2 separate regions of the Oryctolagus cuniculus genome follow, and region 1 is linked to region 2. A link is a contact called in public Micro-C data. All regions are on one chromosome and are shown on one strand. The core of a region is the stretch at or near the end of the contact, and the rest is flanking DNA. Distances in the headings are between cores, read along the strand shown. Region 1 has its middle 48 kb from the start of ARRDC4. Region 2 holds the start of ARRDC4 (arrestin domain containing 4).

What was found. A called contact is a pair of places that touch in the nucleus more often than the background predicts.
Region 1: a Micro-C map of ear pinna shows a contact between it and region 2, with 2.9 times the contacts expected there. The contact joins the enhancer-like site here to the promoter of ARRDC4 in region 2. A contact is called at or near these places in 2 of 6 Hi-C or Micro-C datasets (ear pinna and an unstated tissue).

What each region holds. Positions count from the first base shown.
Region 1 is chr12:7,962,578-7,965,277 of mOryCun1.1, forward strand. No RefSeq gene overlaps it. Among named protein-coding and RNA genes, the nearest start is that of ARRDC4, 48 kb to the left of the region's middle. Within about 2 kb of position 1,389, at least 1 of the 8 cell types and tissues checked has an H3K27ac peak or open chromatin away from gene starts, as enhancers often do.
Region 2 is chr12:7,914,731-7,917,556 of mOryCun1.1, forward strand. It overlaps ARRDC4 (arrestin domain containing 4), which reads left to right and starts at 1,438. Exons shown (of 8, transcript XM_051822982.2): 1 at 1,438-1,878. The coding sequence starts at 1,593. LOC103352189 (a long non-coding RNA gene) reads right to left here and starts at 2,309. Exons shown (of 6, transcript XR_007910595.2): 1 at 1,842-2,309; 2 at 1-254.

The DNA.
Region 1 (2,700 bases), core at 139-2,638, 48 kb after region 2:
CTCTGAAGAGCCTCCGTTTTGGCCACGGCAGCGTTTCTCCGTGTGACCTCTCATTATTCACCCGATTTGGCTCCGCACCACGACTGGCGGTTTTCTAAAAGCTAAAGTTTTAAGAATTCTGCTGCCGGGCTTCCCGGGAATTCCCAGAGTGCTCTGAACACTGGCAGCAGGGCTGGATTAATGGGAAATTTCCCATCCAATCTGCTGGGAAGGAGTCCAGGGCCATATGCCCGGATCAGGTTGGGAGCTCTGGCGACCACATCAGTCCCAGAACACACATCATTTGCCTGCAACTTAAAAACCAATTTCTGCCATCCCCAACAAGCCTCCAGCGACTCCCACCTATCTCTGCTCACTCTGTGCAGTATAATGGAATTTAATAGGCAGCTGCTCTGTCGTGGCTGAGCTCAAGAAGTCAGCACGATTATTCTCAGCCCAGGGCCACACTGAGAAAGGCAGAGACACAAAGAAATCCCAAGGAGAGGTGGCTTGGAAATCCCCTAGGAGAGAGTCATGTCTACAGGAAGTGGCTTTGCGGCTGGTCTGTGGCAGATTGCTTCTCTAACTTAGAGCTGATTTGCTTTTGATAAAAGCAAAGTCCTTCGTACACTGCAGGGGGAAGATGCTAAGTGCCCCAGCGGTTGTGGGCTTAGCTGTGTTCCCTGCTCTCTGTCTAGACACCGCAGTCTCCCCCAGGGCCTCCGAATGTGGCCACCTCTGCCCAGAAGGCCTTCAAGGAGGCGAGTTCTGCTGTGGCTGATGGCCTCAAAGCCAGAAGAGGCCGGCCGTGCAGACAGCAGGAGACGGAGAGGCCTCGGGAGGCATTGCCAATGGCTCAAGTAGTTCGTTCCCTGCCACCCACAGCGGAGACCTGGATGGAATTCTGGGCTCCTGGTTTTCAGCCTGGCCCAGCCCTGGCTCTTATAGGCATTTGGGGAATAAAACCATGGCCGGAAGACCTCTCTTTGTCTGTCTTTTAAAATAAATAAATAAATTCAAAATTTTAAAAAGTGAAAGTGAGTGTGAGGGGCCGGTGCTGTGGTGATGTAGGTTAAGCCTCTGCCCGCTGCTCTGGCATCCTATATGGGCACTGGTTCGTGTCCCCACTGCTCCTCTTCCGATCCGGCTCTCTGGTAGTGGCCCGGGAAGGCCGTGGAGTGAACCAGTGGATGGAAGGCCTTTCTCTCTCTCTCTCTCTCTCTCTTTCTCTCTCTGTCTCTCCAACTCTGGCTTTCAAATAAATAAATAAACCTTTAAAAAAAAAGACATCTAGAGCACAATGCAAACGTTCCTGGCGAAAGAGGAAGCAGATCTACTGACTGAGGCCTGGGCCTGGTGAGTGACAGTCCCCACTGCCTCGGGGAAGGAACTCCCTGGGCAGCAGGAAATTTGGCAATCTGTCATGCACACCACATGCCGCCTCCATTACTCACCCACCGAGGCTGGTTCTGCGAGTGAGAGAGAGAGCAAGGTCGACCAATCAGCTAATAGAGGCTCCATGCACATTCAGGACCGGCAGGAGGAAAACTCACTTGCAACCCAGGGCTGAGGCTGATCCATGGTCACAAACACAACCCAGTCTCCATGGAGTTAAAGACCACTGGTGCCTGGCGGTTCTCAGTTCCCGAAGCTTCCTTCTGGAAAAGCTAAGCTAGGTGTCTGCTCTCCTGCCCCGTGTGCCCACGCTTCCTCTCTTCGAAGCCTGAGTACCAGCCTGAGCTGCTGGACGGATGGCTGACAGTGCTCCGAGCCTTCTTCCCCCGCTGGCTTCTCTTTATGTTCCTGACACTGCCCTGAACCCCTGTGAGCACCCCCGCCTGGAACACTGACCTCACCTGTCATTCTCTGCTCTTACCACTTCGCCCAAACAAGGCCAGCATTTCTTTCTTCTCTTCAAGCTAGTCCAGTGGAAGATGAACGGATATCCAGGGTGATATCCAGAGCTATTTCTGGTCATGTCAACCAGGTCAATACAATACGAGGAAAACCACAGTATTCGGGCAACTTGGCAAAGAAACAAGAACGCCAACACAGGGAGGAGTCTCTGGCACTTTATTAAAGCTCTCCTTTCTCATGCAGCTAAAGCAGCAACACATTCATTGTTGACCTCAACCGTTTGATTCATCAGTGTAGCTCAACCAACTCGTGCCACTGGTGCGTGGCCTACAGCTTCCTGTTTCCTGTGGGTGTTCCTCTTTGTCATTAGCTCCTTGGTGACATTCAGCAGAAGAGGTCCTGGGGGAGACAATGAGCATGTTTAGAGAGGTGAGCAGTCCCAGCGATTAAGGGTGGGGAGGAACCAGATTAGTCAGCAGCGCAACAGCATGCCACCATTCCAGATCCTTCAGGAAACTGGGTGGCATCGTGGCCCAGTGGCCGCTTCCTGCTGGGAAGCCACACCCCTGCTCTGAGTCTTGCCACTCCTCAGTGTCAGCATCACAGATCTATACGGAAGGCACTGGTGTTTTCCAATCTTAGACCCTTGGATTCCAGGCCTTACATAATTTTCCAAAAATCAGTAAGGAATTTGGGAAATCTGTCAAACTACCTGTTTTGTTTTGTGCATTTAATATCTTCTTGTTGCTGTGTGAGATGTAAGGGAGCTCATGAAGCTCTGTGAGTTAATTACAATCAGGACAGTGACGACTCACATTCTCAGGGCTTGTGCCCAGGCTGTGTCCTGTCCAGGGGTTCATATTT
Region 2 (2,826 bases), core at 188-2,687:
GTACCAGGAGTCAAAAGCACTCGCTGACCACGGCGCAGAGCGTCTGCTTTCTCCCAGCACGGAATGCCGTCCTGGTTCTGTCCTCGCCCCCGCGCCCACCCCTCAGTTCTGAGGGGAGAGGGCTGGAAAGACCATCCGCCTGCAGACGAGGGAAGCGCCCTGGAGCAGGAGGCGAGGCAGGTTCACCTGTCACGGAACCGGGCTTGGCATTCACTGGGCCGAATTTTGATCGAGCGGTGGCTGTACGTGAAGCCCTGTGGGAATTAAAGGTACATCAGATGGATGAGGGCTTGTTCTGTGCTTCAGCTGGGCGTGACGGACAGTAGGCAAATAAGCAGGCAGGTCATTTTGTGCAGAGGGGAGCGCTGGGGCTCACTGGAGACCTCGTGGCCCAAGACAAACAGCTGGGTTTGCAGCCTCTTGCAATGTCTTTGAGCGACGACAAGGAAGCTCGGAGCTTCCAAGGCCTTCGTAAAGTTCCACGTGCATGATCCAAACTCAAAAGGGCAGCAGAGCGACCTTTCCACTCAGGTCTCTTTCAAAAAGCCGGGGTGAGGAGAAAACATGGCATACATGGGGAAAGCCGTAAACCTCAGTCAGTGGAGAAATGGAAATAGCTTACGATGGCGGTTACAGGACAGCTGCGCTACACGGTGCGCCGCAGAGAGCAGAGGAAGAAGGCCAGGTCGGAGGAGCCCTCGCGGGGCCGCGACCCCCGGCCGGCGGCGGGCGCCTCACCGCAACCCGACTGAAGGCGGCGCCCAGAGAGGCTGAGGGGCCGGCGGCAGCCCGCCCGCACCCGGACTAGTCCCGGGGCCCTCTCCCGGTGCGAACCCGGGAACGCGGGGTGCGGAACCCGCAGGCCCGGAGACTCTAAGACGTCCCTCAGAGTTCCAGCCGCGCCTGCCCCACGTCCCGCAGGGAAACTCCGCGGGGTCATCGTCCCCGCATCTCATTTCCACTCGCGTGTCACAGACGCCGCCAGCTCAGGTGCCAGCGCCAACCCGGTGCCTCCCGAAAGCCCTGCTCACGCAGCAGTGCAACCCCGCCCCGTCCGTAACCATGGGAACGGCGGACACGCCGCAAGCCGGAGAAGCCCCGCTCCATTCCGCCCCCTCCCTGACAGATATTGTTTCCCACTGCCTGTCCACATGGGCGCACCGCCTCACTATTGGTCCGTGCCCCAGGACAGTGCTTTCCTCCAGCCAATAAACGGCCTGTGCACGTGCTCGCCTACGTCTCCCGATTGGTCAACACTGCCTGATCACGCACTGCCTTCCTGCGCCAGCCCGTGCGTGGGGGCGCCAATGAAATGACTCAGTAGTCATGAACAACCAATCGGCAAGAAGCAGGGCTCACAGCTGACCTATGGGAGCGCGCCGGGGGTGGGCTGTCCAGGACCCGTTCCTGTCCCTCTTGGGTTTGTTAAAGCGACAGGCCCCGCGGCGAGCCGGTGCTCCACCGGGCACGGCACAGCGGCCGCGGTGGCCCTCGGCGTGCGGCGGGCGCCCGTGACAGCGGCGCCGCTGGGCTCGCGACCCCGGCTCCGGGCCTCTGCGGACAGCAGGAGCGGAGCCCCGTCGCCCGCCGGGATGGGCGGCGAGGCGGGGTCTGCGGCGGCCCTGGGCTCCGAGGGCCGCGTGAAGAGCTTGGGACTGGTGTTCGAGGACGAGCGCAAGGGCTGCTACTCGAGCGGCGAGACGGTGGCCGGGCACGTGCTGCTGGAGGCGGCCGAGCCGGTGGCCCTGCGCGCGCTGCGCCTGGAGGCCCAGGGCCGTGCCACGGCCGCCTGGGGCCCGGGCGCCGGCGCGGCGCCGGCCGCCGCCTCGGAGGTGGAGTACCTGAACGTGCGCCTGAGCCTGCGCGAGCCCCCGTCCGGTGAGCGCTGGGGGCCCCGGGGGGCGCGCGGGCGGGAGGCGCACCTGGCAGGTGGGCCCCGGGCGCCCGGCGCGGCGGCGGGTCACAATGCCCGCGCCCCTGCCCGGCCGCCGCGGTGGGCGAGTCTCGGCAGCAGCTGGAACCCGGAGCCGGGGCGCGAGCCGTCGCCATGGGAACCTGCGCTCGGACAGCTGGACAGCTGGGGGCCCGGGGATGCCGGCCGGGTCCGCAGCGCCCAGGGCTTCTGGGGCGTCTCCTGCCCGGCCTGAGCCTGCGCGCCCCTGCCTGGTTCGGGATGAATTAGCAGAAACTCGAGTCCTGCGGGGAGGGCAGGGCAGTGGCAGGAAAGGTTCCTGGACCTGACCCCCTGGGCACCGTCGCCGACCCTGGGGTCCTCTTCCTCGCCGCACCCCTCTTCCCTGCCAGGTGTGCGTGCGCTCTTGGGCGCGCCTCGCCCTCGCACGTGGGAGGCGTCCCCCAAAGTGCCCACGCGGGGACCCCCCCTGCTTGGAGGGGTGCTCCTTTCGCAGTAGGCGCGGAGAGGGATTCCCTGGACCCTGGGCCCAACCAGGGTCCACAGGTGGGAGCCCTTCCGAGCCCTCTTACCCCTCCGCCCCTTAAGCTTTGCTGCCAGGTAAGATGGTGGCACCCCCCCCCCCCGGAAGGGTAAACTGAGGCTCGCCGGGTCTCGCAGGATACAGAATGGGCCGTTTTGTCCTGGCCTGGGGCCACTGTCACTGGCTTAGCCAGCTGACACCCCAGACGGTTGCTTGGACCCCGCCTTGCCGCCCTCTGCCCCCTGGTTTATGGCATGGACCATGCTCGCCCCTCCCAGTGGTGACAGGGACACAGATTTCCAAGATGGCCGACCCAAGGGAGCAGGGACCTGGGTTTTGTCCAAGGTGTCTGTGTTTCCAGGGCCCGTGGGTGCTGGGTGAATAGATGGAG